Linked DNA regions of Zea mays: all the other regions are linked to region 1. Evidence: chromatin contacts called from public Hi-C data. All regions are on one chromosome and are shown on one strand. The core of a region is the stretch at or near the end of the contact, and the rest is flanking DNA. Distances in the headings are between cores, read along the strand shown. Region 1 has its middle 42 kb from the start of LOC100191910. Region 2 has its middle 62 kb from the start of LOC100192755. Region 3 holds the start of LOC100192755.

Region 1 (4,906 bases), core at 826-3,325:
TAGATTCTCTAAGTAGAAAGAGTCAAGTCAACATGATGGCCGTTCACTCGATACCCTATGGGTTAGCCAAGGAGTTTGACATATTGAACCTCGAATTTTTGAATAGCACGTAAGGAGTGACAATTGAGTTAGAATCCACCTTAGAGTCGAAAATCAAAGAAAGGAAAAAGGACGATGAGAAGATCAATGAGATCCGACAGCTAATTCTAGAAGGAAGAGGCAAAGATTTCCGAGAAGATGTAGAAGGCGTGGTATGGTTCAAAGACCGCATGTGTGTCCCCAATATCAAGTCCATTCAGGAGTTAATCCTCAAAGAAGCTCATGAGACAGCGTATGCATACACCTCGGGAGCGAGAAGATGTATCAGGATCTAAAGAAGAAATTTCGGAGGTACGAGATGAAAAGGGAAATTGCATAACATGGCTATATGCGATAGTTGTCAAAGAATCAAGGCAGAACATAAAAAACCAGCCTGTCTACTGCAGCCGCTATAAATTCCTCAATAAAAATAGGATGAGATCGGGATGGACTTTATATTTGGGTTACCTCGCACTCTAGCCAGCTATGATTCCATCTAGGTAGTAGTGGACCGCTTAACAAAGGCGGCTCACTTCATACCTGCAAGACTAGCTACACCAGTGTAGTATTAGCAGAGCAATACATGTCTCGGATTGTCTGTTTACATGGTGTGTCGAAGAAGATAGTGTCAGATCGAGAGACACAGTTCACCTCTCATTTTTGGAAGTAGCTACAAGAAGCCTTGGGCACGCATTTAAACTTCAGTTCAGCTTACCACCTGTAGACAGACAATCAAACAAAAAGGACTAATCAGATCTTAGAGGACATGTTGAGAGCCTGCGCGTTACAAGACAAGTCAAGATGGGACAAAAGGTTACACTATGCAGAATTCTCCTACAACATCAGTAACAGGCCAGTTTAAAGATGTCACCGTTTTAGGCGCTTTATGGAAGGTGTTGCAGAACTCCACTCAATGGGATCAACCTGGAGAGAGATAAGTGCTTGGCCCCGACATTTTTCTCGAAGCTGAAGAGAATATCAAAATGGTTCGGGAGAATCTGAAGATAGCATAGTCAAGGCAGTGAAGCTATGCTGACACAAGAATAAGAGAACTTAATTTTGAAGTGGGGGATTATGTCTATCTGAAGGTGTCACCTATCAAAGGAGTTGGAAGGTTTGGAGTCAAGGGCAAGTTAGCACCTCGATATGTTGGGTTGTACCAAATTCTAGCAAAGTGTGGTCAAGTGCCTTACCAGCTTAGCTTACCGGAAAGTTTGTCAGCGATGCATGATGTCTTCCATGTGTCTCAGTTGAAGAAGTGTCTGCGAGTGCTAGAAGAGTAGTTTCCAGTGGAAGGCATGGAGGTCCAAAAAGACCTAACATACATAGAGAGACCAACGTAGATTCTAGAGACTTCAGACAAAGTCATCTGGAGGAACTCCATCGAAATGTGCAAAGTTAGATGGGGTCAACACTCTAAAGAAGAAGCAACATGGAACAAGAGGAAGACCTGAAAGTCAAATATCCTGAACTCTTTGGTGGCCAACCTTGAATCTCGGAGCGGTATTCTTTTAAGGGGGATAGGTTTGTAACACCCTCAATTGGGGGTATAAAATTTGTTCAGTAATATCCACCGAATTCAGGTGTTATCTTCTCTTTCCTCTTTCTTTTCGCTCTGTTCTGCCTCTTTCGAAGTAGTAGGAGTTATTTTGATGTCATGTAAAACCCTAAAAGAAGCCTTGGTTGTTTCATCATGCCGGAGCTTAGATTTATTTCTGTGTTGATGAGTGATTGAATTGAGCAATTATTTGGTCAATAATTTGCTCTCAAATAGTGGAGGAAAAAGAATAGAAAACATGAAAGGTTGTCCCTCTTCCCCTCGCGACCCACCTGCCCGGCGCGGCCCATCTCGGTGTCGCGGCCCAGCGCACGCCCTCTTTCTCCTTTCCCCCTTTCTCTTGGGCCACTAGCTGCCCGAGCGGTCCAGCCCCATGGCACGCCCCGCCTCCTCGCGTGGTCCAAGTCGGAGCCGTTATGCGGCCCAAGCCGTCGCGCGATGCGCGCCCAACCACCGCCACCTCGCCAATGGGCCCCACTATGAGCCTGCATCTTCCCCAACCGACACACGCGCATACCTCGTGCCTGCCCGCTGCCTCGGCGTGCGCGCAGCCCGCCCCACGATCTCCACCCAGTTCGTTGTCAAGGGTTCGACTATTTGTGTAGAGCCTATCCCCCAAACCGCGCCCTTCTCTACCACGCTCCTCTCCCTACCCCACGCAAGAACCGCCGCACCTCACGCCCACCTAGAGCGCCCATCTGCTCCCATGTTTGTTGAATTGAGCTCTCCCCTTCCCCTCTGCTCCCCAGCCGATGCTCGACCGTGTGCGGCCATAGTCGTGGCAGCGCCCTGTGCAGCAGCCCTGGCGCGGCCCGCATCCCTGCGCGGTAGTACGTGCCCCTACATGGTCCAGCTCACGGCGTCGGCGAGATCTCAGTCAACCCCACCCCAGCGCGCCTCTGCGGTGACCCGTAGCCAGCTTGCCCACGGCTCGCGGCCTGCCTGCGTGGCGGCTCGTGGCCAGCCGGTGCGGAACTTTTATGCAACGGCTCACGTCCGAGCTCACGCGCGCTACGCACTGCAGCGCCACGCTCATTGCCATACCAGTGTCGCTGCCGCTCTCGCACTCGCGTGCGCACAACGCGTCACTGGGTCTCCGTCAATGTCCGTCTACCACTGTTCACGCCCATCTACCCCCCTCATGCACGTTTTCATCGTCAGGTGCATCGTTTTCGTGCGGCATGCGCCTTGCGCCTTGTCGTGCATCGATAGTTCGTTTTACCTAGAGTCGCTCGTGCTAATTAAATTACTTATTTAATTGATAATTATTTGAGTAGCAAATTAATCAATAGTAAGTAACCATTTTATTTTGCGCCTGATAGATGTCGATCAATATAATTGTGTCAAACTAAATACTCTAGTTCATATTCGTTTAGCACAAACATGATATCCCTTAACAGTAGTTATTGCCTTCGCAATTCCCTTATCTTGCGCCATCGTAAATGCGAGTTCGATATTGCGTTGCGTATTAAATGATTTGTTCTATTGTATGGTGTATTGTTTCCTTTTGTTTTGAGAATGTTGAATGTATGTTTGCACTCGCGTAGATAACTGTTCGTTCGCGGAATCCGGGGAAGTTGCGGGAGAAGACCTTGAGCAGCAGCTGTTTGGAGAAGGCAAGTGTCCTCTGGCCTATTTATGTCCTACTCACTTTATAATTCATTTCCCTGCATTATATAATTAATACCTAAGAATTTACTAGTCTTTTGTTCGTCATATCCTTGATAACCTATTTGGGTTACACTGTCTATGATTAGCTTTATGCTAGTGCTCTACTATAATCAATGAACATGATGAGATTTCCTTATGATACGTTGTTTATTTCTGGATATGATTATAGCATTATGACACTAAAGGAGGCTGAGCTATTTCCCGAGTACTTCTCCGTAAGGACCTATTCGTTGGATGACCACCAGGGAAAACAATGCAGCCATGAGGGTGGTATGAGACGCCCTTTGCTAACTAATTAGAGGAACTGAGTTGTAATTTGCTTTGCCGTTGTGTCGTCAATGGGGCTCGGTGTACATCACTAGCTCTACCAAGGGTGGTCCACCCCTTAGTACTGTACATTTAGTAAAATCTAATAGTCGGCTATACCTTTGGGGAATCTTTGTAAAGGCTTTGTAGTGAATCCCTACCTGCTCACCTCGGAAGTGAATAAGGGCCTTGCAAACCCGGGCTAGAGAGAGAATCACGGCACATGGGTAAATTGTGCGACCTCTACAGAGTAATAAAACTAATATATTAATCATGCTCACGGTTAAGAGCGGCCTTAGGAGCTCCTTTGATTAGAGATACTATGGTTACGGATGATGATGATGATGGCTTTAATGATGATAGTTCTAATTATGAATTCTGTTATTTTCTCTATGAGGAAGTACCTTTGGGATTATAACTTGGGTCTTTATCATAAAATATGGCTTCTACTAGTAATAAATACCTAACGAGCTAAAAGCCAACCGCCTTGAGCTTAACTCCACATAAAGCTAGTCCACCTCAGCCAAACGGGGCATTTACTGAGTACGTTGATGTGTACTCACCCTTGCTTCAACACACCAGGTTGTCCTCATTGCAACCACTTCTCAGGAGAATACGAAGGCACATCGGAGGATTTCTAGGAGTTTTAGGACTATGATGAGTTTTAGATCCGAGTTCATGGCAAACCCCCAGTCAGCTGCTTGTGAAGGCCTTATCTTACTACGTTTCGCCTTAGCACTTTGACTTACCTGTTAAATTGATGACTATGTGGATGTCTTCGACATCATGATGTAATAAGTTAATACCTCTCTATGTTATTACTCGAGCAATATGCAATGATGTTCATTTATGTAATCGCTGTGTACGTGAATTCTTATCCTACCACGTACATGGTTCGCATTCGGTTTTCATACTGAACCGGGTGTGACATAATGTTACCTCTAAATTATGATCATGTATTATCACTATTGTTGGATTTTTTATTGTTCATGATAAGATCATTTTGTTAATTGGAACATGGAGCAACCACCCGGGAAGCTAATGGAGGACGCCTTTGGCTGACTAATTAGGAAAGCTAATGGAGGACTACCTTACCCGAAAGGGGCAAGGGCGGTAGAGGAGCTACCGGTATAGGGAGGTTCTCGGGTCGATCATGATGTGATGGCTTTACGGACAACATATCATATATCACCCCTCAAGAAACCGTAGCGGGTTTTCTGAAGCTTGTGGAACTTTGTAAAGGCCTCGTAGTGCTACACTGCCTCATCTCCTCGGTAAAGATGTGCAACCTCT
Region 2 (4,400 bases), core at 158-2,657, 130 kb before region 1:
GACTTAACTTTGTAATAACTCATGATTATGAAAATGATAACGGAAGATTGCGAATGCATATGGAGACTTCTGTATTTATATTTTTTTCCTTCATATTATTTATGTTTACTTGACCTTCTTCCTATGTGTCCTCTCTTTATGAGTTCAAGAAGGGAGAATGTATGATCGACTTAATTGTGTTGCCCTGTTTTTTGTTTCTTACAAGAGCCTTAACAGCTGACTAACATTACTGCCTACCTCTGTTAAATTCATGGTGAAAGGGAAATAGGCTTACACATTTTCCTATATGAATTTTGGTGATTGAATTGTCCAACACAAATTAATTAGACTAACTAGTTTGCTCTAGATTATGAGTTCTACAGGTGCCAAAGGTTCAACACAAACCAATAAAAGTCCAAGAAAGGGTTCAAATAAAAAGAATAAAAGATAACCCAAAGGCAGCCCTGGTTTGGCACACCGGACTGTCCGGTGCACCACCGGACAGTGTCCGGTGCACTAGGGAGTTCCAATCTGAACTTGCCACCTTCGGGAATTCGGGGAGGCCGCTCCGCTATAATTCACCGGACTGTCCGGTGTGCCAAGCGGAGCAACAGTCGTCCGCGCCAACGGTCGTCTGCAACGCTACAGTGAAACGCACAGAAGTCAGAGAAGGCGCAGAAGGCGCACCAGACAGTGAATAGTGACTGTCCGGTGGCCCCGTTGTCAGAAGCTCCAACAGTCGGAACCCAACGCCCTGGTGACGTGGCTGGCGCACCGGACAGTGTCCGATGGCGTATCGGACTGTCCGGTGCACCATACGACAGAAGCCCTCACCAACATTTCTTTTGGTGGTTGGGGCTATAAATACCCCCCAACCACCACACTCCAATGCATCCAAGTTTTCAGCCTTCAAATCTCATACAAGAGCTCTAGACTTTATTCAAAGACACAAACAAGAGATCAAATCCTCTCCCAAGTCCAAAGATCATTCAAATCAAATAGTGACTAGTGAGAGAGACAATTGTGTTCATTTGAGTTCTTGCGCTTGGATTGCTTTTCTTCTTCCTTCTTTCTTGTTTCCAACTCAATTGTAATCAAGGCAAGAGACACCAATTGTGTGGTGGTCCTTATGGGGACTTGGTGTCCCGTTTGATTGAGAAGAGAAGCTCACTCGGTCTAAGTGACCGTTTGAGAGAGGGAAAGGGTTGAAAGAGACCCGGTCTAGCAGTGTAGAGAGCCCTGCAGACGGACATATCACGTACAGCATGTCATTGCGTATGTGAGCCAGTCCAGCAGTACTCGTTCGCGTGGATCGCCGCCCCGCCTGCCGGTTCCGTCAAGAGCAGGGCAGGCGGCAGCCCATGGATCATATGCATGGAACTCGTGTCCTACGTGCGTGCGTGCAGGCCAGGGCCTTTACTCGTGTCCTGAGCGAGTGCAGTGGCGTGCGGCCCTGGACTACCGCGTGCGCGGAAGCCATGCTCGTGCGTCACGCCACACCGACCCAGTATTTCAGTCGATGTCAATCTGTACATGCATGCGCCAGACCGAATTACTATCCTCAATTGGACAACAACATTACGTCTCGATCGAAGTAAATTGAAAAGAGTTAAATCTATTTCTATTCAAAATTCAATATAAAAGGATTTAATCCTCTTCAATCCTCTTCGATTCAATCTAATCTTATTTCTCTATTGGGCACAAAAAGATTTTCTTTTTTGCGTTTTTGTTTCGATTTTTCTTGTAGCAAAGTAATATGAAAACTATTTTCCTTCTAATTTGTTTTGTCAAACATTACTGTTTGTCCTTTATTTAGGTTTCTCATTTGCACTTCGTTCCTTTGCTTAGGTCTAGACGCGGTAGTAGACAATTAAGCATAGGGAAAGAAAGTATAGCGAGGGACTTAACTTTGTAATAACTCATGACTATGAAAATGATAATGGAAGATTGCGAATGCATATGGAGACTTCTGTATTTATATTTTTTCCTTCATATTATTTATGCTTACTTGACCTTCTTCCTATGCGTTGGTGACTTGTTTTCAAATGCTATGAGTCAAGAGCAAGACAACATAAAAATATTAATGGTTAAAGTCCTTCGTCCTTCGAAGCATTATTTCTCTTGGGATATAATGATCTTCAGACGAAGGTTATGAAGAACGTACCTTCATCATCACAGTATATGCTAAAAGACGAGGCATATCAAACATGAGAAATGACATGAATAATCATATGGCATCATTAATATATCTTTTCTATAACATCATGAATAAACATGGACAATGTTGAATTACATTTGTACCTTCGGCTTGACAGAAGGCAAAAGTCCAAGCGTGACGCACGAATGAATACAAGTCAGCGTGAACAGTACGGGGGCACTGTTCATCTATTTATAGGCATAAGGCGCAGCCTGTGTAGAATTACATTCGTGCCCTTTATGTTTACTATTGACTTAAGGACAATCTATCGAGGACTAGATAGCCTTTTCCTCTTTAATTCGGTTTCTTTTTCTGCTACTAAGCCGAAGCTTTCTTGCGCGTAGCTTCGGATCTGGTTCAACCTTCGTCCCGACCATGCTTTTCATATTGTGTACAGCTTCATTCCGAGTCTGAAGGTTCCTGTACATATATTACACTTATGAAACATTGTTAATCATGTTTTTGAGGACCTTCGGAAGATGAAGGCCCCAACACTATGTGTCCTCTCTTTATGAGTTCAAGAAGGGAGAAGGTATGATCGACTTAATTGTGTTGCCCTGTTTTGGTTTCTTACAAGAGCCTTAACAGCTGACCAACATTGCTGCCCAACTCTTTGTTAAATTCATGGCCAATAGAAACTCTTCACCATGCCTTCGAAGAGGAGCACAACCGGTGACACCAGCTCTATTGTCGCCCCTTAAGATCAAGTCCAACTAATATTCCCTATCATGGAGGTACCTTCGAGCCAGATAACAAGAGGCAGAAGAAGGAAGCACAAAGAAGGGTGATGTATGGAAAATGGACATCGACCCATTTAACTAAGAGTTTTGGTGTTTGATGATCAACATAACCGTGTGGACTAATATGTTTACAAATGTTTGTGTTTGTAGTTCACGAGACGAAAAGTGTGTTTCACTGAGGCCCTGAGGAAGCAACACCTCAAAGAAGAACTTAAAAGACCCTAAGAAGACTTAACACAAGTTCAAGACAAAAGACCAAAAAAGCCCAAACAAATAAGATTGAAGAATCAAGAAGTGGGTCGTCGGCTAGTGCACCGGACCACGTACGTAGAGAGCACTTTTCTAGGCTCTCGTCTGGCTGGTGCACCGGACCTTGGTCCAATGGCTACTTTCCAATGGTTTACTGACATGGCGGTCTCTAGAAGAGCGATGGCCACAACTCCTTGGGGGTTCATCTTCACTTGAAGAATCATCCCAAGTCTTGACACTTGTGAGTGCCTTGCATTTGCTCCTCTTTCTTGAATTTAACCATGTGTGGGCAATTATCTTAGAAGTGGCCCTTCTTCCCACATGTGAAGCATCCTTTTTTCTTTGCCTTTTCCTGACAATGTTAAAGAGAAGATCCTCGATATGCAGGGGCACACCCATTAGATTAATCTTGTGAATCATCCTCATTACCTTTCTGACGCGTCAGACTGTTTCTTCATCCTCAGAGGATGATTTTGAGGGTTGATCATCTTCATCATCATCATGATCTTCTTCTTCTTCTTCTTCTTCATATTCCTCTTCTTCACTTGTGGAATTTGAGCTTTGAGCCATCTTCTTGCCTTTCTTCTTTTTATCATAGGCAAAAGCATACAATCTTGATGAAGTATGTTCCTATTGACTCATCATGCATGACATTTCAAATGCTACAATCTTTCTGATCAAAATGGTTAGGGTCATTTGGCTGCGGGGATCGGGGTTTGGGGTGTCCGGCTATGGCGCCACCACGGGCTACATGGCACCGTCGCCCCTGATGGCCGGAAGGAAGAAGAAGATATTCTAGCTGTTGATCCAAATATGGGCGGCCAGGATTAGACCTCATCCATTTGAAATCTAGGCCATATATTTGGCCATGAACGACTGGATTAGGGTATAGGACACCAGTTCGAGTACATTGAATAACGTCTATCGATCTTGAGAAGAGTGGTTGAGGGGACGTACTGCTTCATCATTTAATTTGGGCCCTTGATCTCGGAAAAATTGGTCAGAATAGTTGAGCGCATCCAACTTTTTAAATGAAACCCTGGTATTTTATAAATTCAACCCACCATCCTAGCCTATTCAAAGAACCTTACAATAGGTCCAAAAATTTACAAAGAAGACCCTGCCTTTTATATAAATCGTGGTTGCAGCTCGTTAATTTAAGGAAATTATAAAATAAACTCTGAAATTGATTTTTAGGTATAAAACTAAATTTAGAAATCTTAGATAAATCATAA
Region 3 (4,505 bases), core at 415-2,914, 190 kb before region 1:
AGGTGTTGAATACGGTGAAAACAACTGAACTCGACTTATTGTCAATGCTAACGAGGTTTCATACGAACATGCATAAATAATACTTCTAATGCTCCACCTGTCTTTTCCTCCCCATCAAAACGTCTCACTTTTTATGGCAAGGATCAAAACGTCTCTCGTTTTTTTTAATGGAGCTCTTCACAGTTTCCATTCTCACCGGACGCGCTCTCGCTCGGCTTAGTTAGCAAGAAAACTGTGAATAGCTAGCTGCCGCCTTCAAACAAAAAAAGGATAGCGTTAACCTTGCCGAATCATCTCAGATTTAAAATGAAATATTGTGCGCTGGTGGTCTTGAACAAAAAACTTTAACCAATGCAACAAATCAAGCAACTTAAAGAAGGGTGATACGAAATAATAAGCTGTCAGATAATAAAAATCAAGCAATGGATTTGGCAAAAAGATGCCAAATAAATGGCATGACGAGGGACAACAACGTAGCTAATTTCCCTCGGCAGCGATACCGTACCTCTCTACCCGCCGTTCTCGCCAAAAAAAAACCACGAAAGCAATCATGGAGAGGAGCGTAATAATCAGCAGGTTGGTTAATCAAAATCAGTAACGCCCACCAAATTCTGCAGTGCGCCCAAGCAACCATTTCCTTAGAGCCAAAACAATCACCGGCAGGCTAATTTAATTCCATTTATTTATGCTATGGAGGGGAGGGGGGGCACCAGATTAGGCAGCCAAAGCTTCAATTGTTAGCAATACACAGCACCAATCACATGAAAGCAAGGAAGCACGGCTTCCATTCGTTGCGGCATCAATCCTCCCCCTATGTGACTGCCGCTGCAATCTGACATGCATGCCGATGCCATGCCAAAAACCGTGTCAGCATCCAGCAAGATTTCCATGTCACCAACCCTAGCTATGTGACTGACTGACTGATGGTTGATGATGCTACCAAACCATATACGAGGGGAGGGAGGACAGGAGGAACAAACCCCATGGCCCCCACACACACTCCCTCTTTCTCTCCTTTATCAGGGACCAGGAAATAGAACCAGCAACGAATAATAAACAAACCAGGCAAACAACCTAGCCCGAGAAAAGCAAAGCCAAGGAGGGTGGAAATTGCACTGATGCATTGGCAGGAGGCCACCACAATCATGCATGAATGGGTCCAGTCCTCAGTGCCCCACCACCTCCAGGTTTCCTCTCTCTTTAAAACTGAAGGAAATTAAAAAAACGGAAAGAAAAAAGAGAGGAGATATGTGCCTCAAAAGCTGAGAAGAGAGATAGATAGAACATAGAAAGGTAGAGAGTGGGGAAAAAAAGGACATGAGAGAGAGAGAAAGAGAGAGGAGGGTGGGGGGAGTATCAAGAAAGGAGAGGCTTTGCATCCAAGCGTGCTCCCCGTGAAGCAACCCTCCCCTCCGGTCAGCGTCCCTGTTGACCGAACCCGCAACGGAACGGAAACGGAGTGGTGGAACCGAACCCGCGCTCGGCGCTTCCCCTTCCTCGCCCACCCCACGCCACGACGCGACGACCATGTTGTGCAGTTGTGCTCCTCTCCTTGCCTGCCTTGGGCTTCCTATCCTATACTATATATAACTGTCCTCCTCCGGCACCTTCGCCATAACAGATACAGGCACCCCCTCCTCTCCTCTCCTCTCCTCTCTCTCCCTCTCATCACCAAAGAACTGCAACTAGGAACGGTTCGCCACAAAAAAAGAACGTACGGCTATGAAGACGAGGCGCGGTGCCTGCCACGCGGCGGCGGCGGCCACGGCGCCGGGCGAGGGGCCGGAGGCGCAACGCCGGAAGCGGCGCAGGACGGCGGCGGCCGAGGGGTCGCCAGCGGCGGCCGGCACTCCAGGTGTCCGCCCGGTGGGCAGAGACATGTTCGAAGAGCTGCCTGACGATCTCGTCGTCTCCATACTACGGGACGTCGCCGCGTCCGCCAGTTCGCCGGCCGATCTCGCCGGCGCCATGCTCACGTACGTCCAGTATATGTACAATATGTTGTGCCTGTTTTGTGCAAGGTGACGTGAGCCGGGAAGTCGACGGGCGATTGGAGTTGGAGTTGTAACCTCGACTTCTGTGCGTGCGCAGGTGCAAGAGGTTCAGGGAGCTCGGGCAGAGCAAGGTGGTGCTGGCGCGGGCGTCGCCGCGGTGCCTGGCGGTGCGCGCCAAGGCCTGGTCGGAGGAGGCGCACCGGTTCCTGCAGCGCTGCGCCGACGCGGGCAGCCTGGAAGCGTGCTACCTCCTTGGCATGGTAAGGACAGGAAGCTACAATCGTTGGACTTGTACAGAGGAGGAATCGTCTTTTGCCGTCCCGGCTAGCTAGGCGTTGCGTTGGATCGCGCTGACGGCGCTCGATGCATGGATGGATGCAGATTCGGTTCTACTGCCTGGGGATCCGCGGCTCGGGCGCGGCGCTGATGGCGGCGGCGGCGGTGGGCGGGCACCGCGAGGCGCTCTACTCGCTGGCCGTGGTCCAGTTCAACGGCAGCGGCGGGGGCAAGGACGACCGCGACCTCCGCGCCGGAGCCGCGCTGTGCGCGCGCGCGGCGTCGCTGGGCCACGTGGGCGCGCTCCGCGAGCTGGGGCACTGCCTCCAGGACGGCTACGGCGTGCGGCGGTCCGTGCTGGACGGGCGGCGCCTCCTGATCCAGGCGAACGCGCGCGAGCTCGCGGCGGTCGCCGCCTCGCCGCCGCCGCAGCTGCTCGGCAAGGCGGCGCCCCACCCGACTCGGCGTCACTCGTGCCTCCTGAGCGACTTCGGGTGCCGCGCCGCGGCCGGGGAGCCGCACGCGGCCAACCGGTTCCTGGCGGACTGGTTCGCGTCGCGGCCGCTGGGTACGGCGGCGGCGGTGGCGGCGGGCGGCGGGAGCGGCTCCTCGCCCGAGGAGGACGGCGCCGGCGCGCTGCGGCTGTGCTCGCAGGCGCTGTGCGGGCGGCCCGAGACGCGGCGGCACGAGTTCAGGCGGTGCTCCGTGTGCGGCCTGGTGAACTACTGCTCCCGCGCGTGCCAGGCGCTGCACTGGAAGATGGCGCACAAGGCGGAGTGCACGCCCATGGACCGGTGGCTCGACGTGGTCGGCGTCGGCGGCGGCGCGGCGCCGCAGCCCCACGCTAATGCCGACGGCGCCGCGGCGGCCCCGGCGCCGTGACGCGCTGGCGGTCGTCCGTTTCTTGTCACTTGTCAGTTAGCGTCCGCAACGTCAGTTTTTACTCCTTTTTTTTTTCTGTCCGTTTCTCGCCCTCCATTTGTCCTCTGTACTACGGCACCTGTGGTTATAGTTGGCAATTGGCATGGCATGCTGAGGTAACATTATTATTGGCATAAAGCGAGCGACGGAGCGAGGGCAAGCACGGCATATCTAGTTCTAGCCTTCTAGGTAGTGAAAAAAAAATTCACCGTTGGTCTGGTAGTAAAAGTAGCGGAAGCAGCACGGCTGGTCGGCTCTGCCGTGTCCTGTTCACGGAGCGCGGCGAGAGCGAGACGTGACGTGAGGTCGAGACCCCCCCGCTTCGCTTTCTGCTGCAAAAGGCGGAGCGAGAGCCGAGAGAGGCGACGTGGTGCGGCGGTGCTGGGCGGTCAGCCAGACAGGCACACAGGGCCGGGGCCTGTCACGGTGTCCGTCTCGGCCCATCCTGCGCGGCCACGCGTTTGGAGAGAAGGCGACAAAAGCCGTTACAGCCCACGGGAAAAAGCAGCGTGCCCTCCCAGTCCCAGTCCGCGGTGCCTGCCATGCCATGCAATGCCACGCTGCCGATCGAGGAAATATTGTGGAGCAGACGAGCAGTTGATTTGCGTGCAGTTCAGGCGGTGTGGATCCGGTGCTGCATACCTTTGGTGTGGCTTCCTCCGTCTCGGTACGCAGACTGGTGCAGGTGCTCTGGGTCGCTTCGTGGCTTGCGTTTGTGAGCCGGGACAAGGAAGGGCCCCGCGGCCCACGCCAACGTTGCTACCCGCGGGGATGTGAACTGTGCGTCCGTCATTGGTTGCATATCTCTGTTTTTTTTTTTGCTTTTTTGCCTAGAAACTTGGTTGCATATCATCCGTGACCGTACGTCCAGATTTGGTCGAAAACGGATTATCTGTATGAGCCACATATGCTACCAGCGCGAGGTTTTCTTCTGGCCTTCTGGGGACGGGATCCTCTGCAGCCGACTGCTCCCGCTGTTGTGTTGTGTAGGCCTGCAGGCGGGGTGCCAGGGCCACATGCAGAGGGGCAGTCGACTGTGGGTGCCCATCTCGCGCGCGCCCATGTCTTGCCATAAAATCGATGCTGGCCCAGTGGCCCTGACCTGAGCTTACTGCGTCGACCACTCGACCCTCGCCCACCACTAGTCGCTACAGAGAGTCAGAGTCTCAGAGACGCAGACGCTTGCTTGATGCCTTGAATCTCAGGGATGCATGCATGGAGTAGCAGCTGTGCTGCTTGCTCCGCGCCTCCGCCTCCGCCTCCGCCCCTGCCCCACCGGCCGCAGCTGCGTCCTCCTGCTGCCACCAAGGCCAA

The links. A called contact is a pair of places that touch in the nucleus more often than the background predicts.
Region 2: a contact with region 1 is called in a Hi-C map of leaf, with 3 times the contacts expected there. The contact joins two enhancer-like sites. A contact is called at or near these places in 3 of 25 Hi-C or Micro-C datasets (bundle sheath, ear and leaf).
Region 3: a contact with region 1 is called in a Hi-C map of leaf, with 7 times the contacts expected there. The contact joins the promoter of LOC100192755 here to the enhancer-like site in region 1. A contact is called at or near these places in 2 of 25 Hi-C or Micro-C datasets (ear and leaf).

What each region holds. Positions count from the first base shown.
Region 1 is chr2:74,751,701-74,756,606 of Zm-B73-REFERENCE-NAM-5.0, forward strand. No RefSeq gene overlaps it. Among protein-coding and RNA genes, the nearest start is that of LOC100191910, 42 kb to the right of the region's middle. Within about 2 kb of position 2,076, at least 19 of the 20 cell types and tissues checked have an H3K27ac peak or open chromatin away from gene starts, as enhancers often do. A contact at or near this core is called in bundle sheath, ear and leaf, where this site is marked.
Region 2 is chr2:74,620,459-74,624,858 of Zm-B73-REFERENCE-NAM-5.0, forward strand. No RefSeq gene overlaps it. Among protein-coding and RNA genes, the nearest start is that of LOC100192755, 62 kb to the left of the region's middle. Within about 2 kb of position 1,408, at least 14 of the 20 cell types and tissues checked have an H3K27ac peak or open chromatin away from gene starts, as enhancers often do. A contact at or near this core is called in bundle sheath, ear and leaf, where this site is marked.
Region 3 is chr2:74,559,478-74,563,982 of Zm-B73-REFERENCE-NAM-5.0, forward strand. It overlaps LOC100192755, which reads left to right and starts at 1,665. Exons shown (of 3, transcript NM_001367490.1): 1 at 1,665-1,976; 2 at 2,092-2,254; 3 at 2,376-3,311. The coding sequence starts at 1,723. The coding sequence ends at 3,152.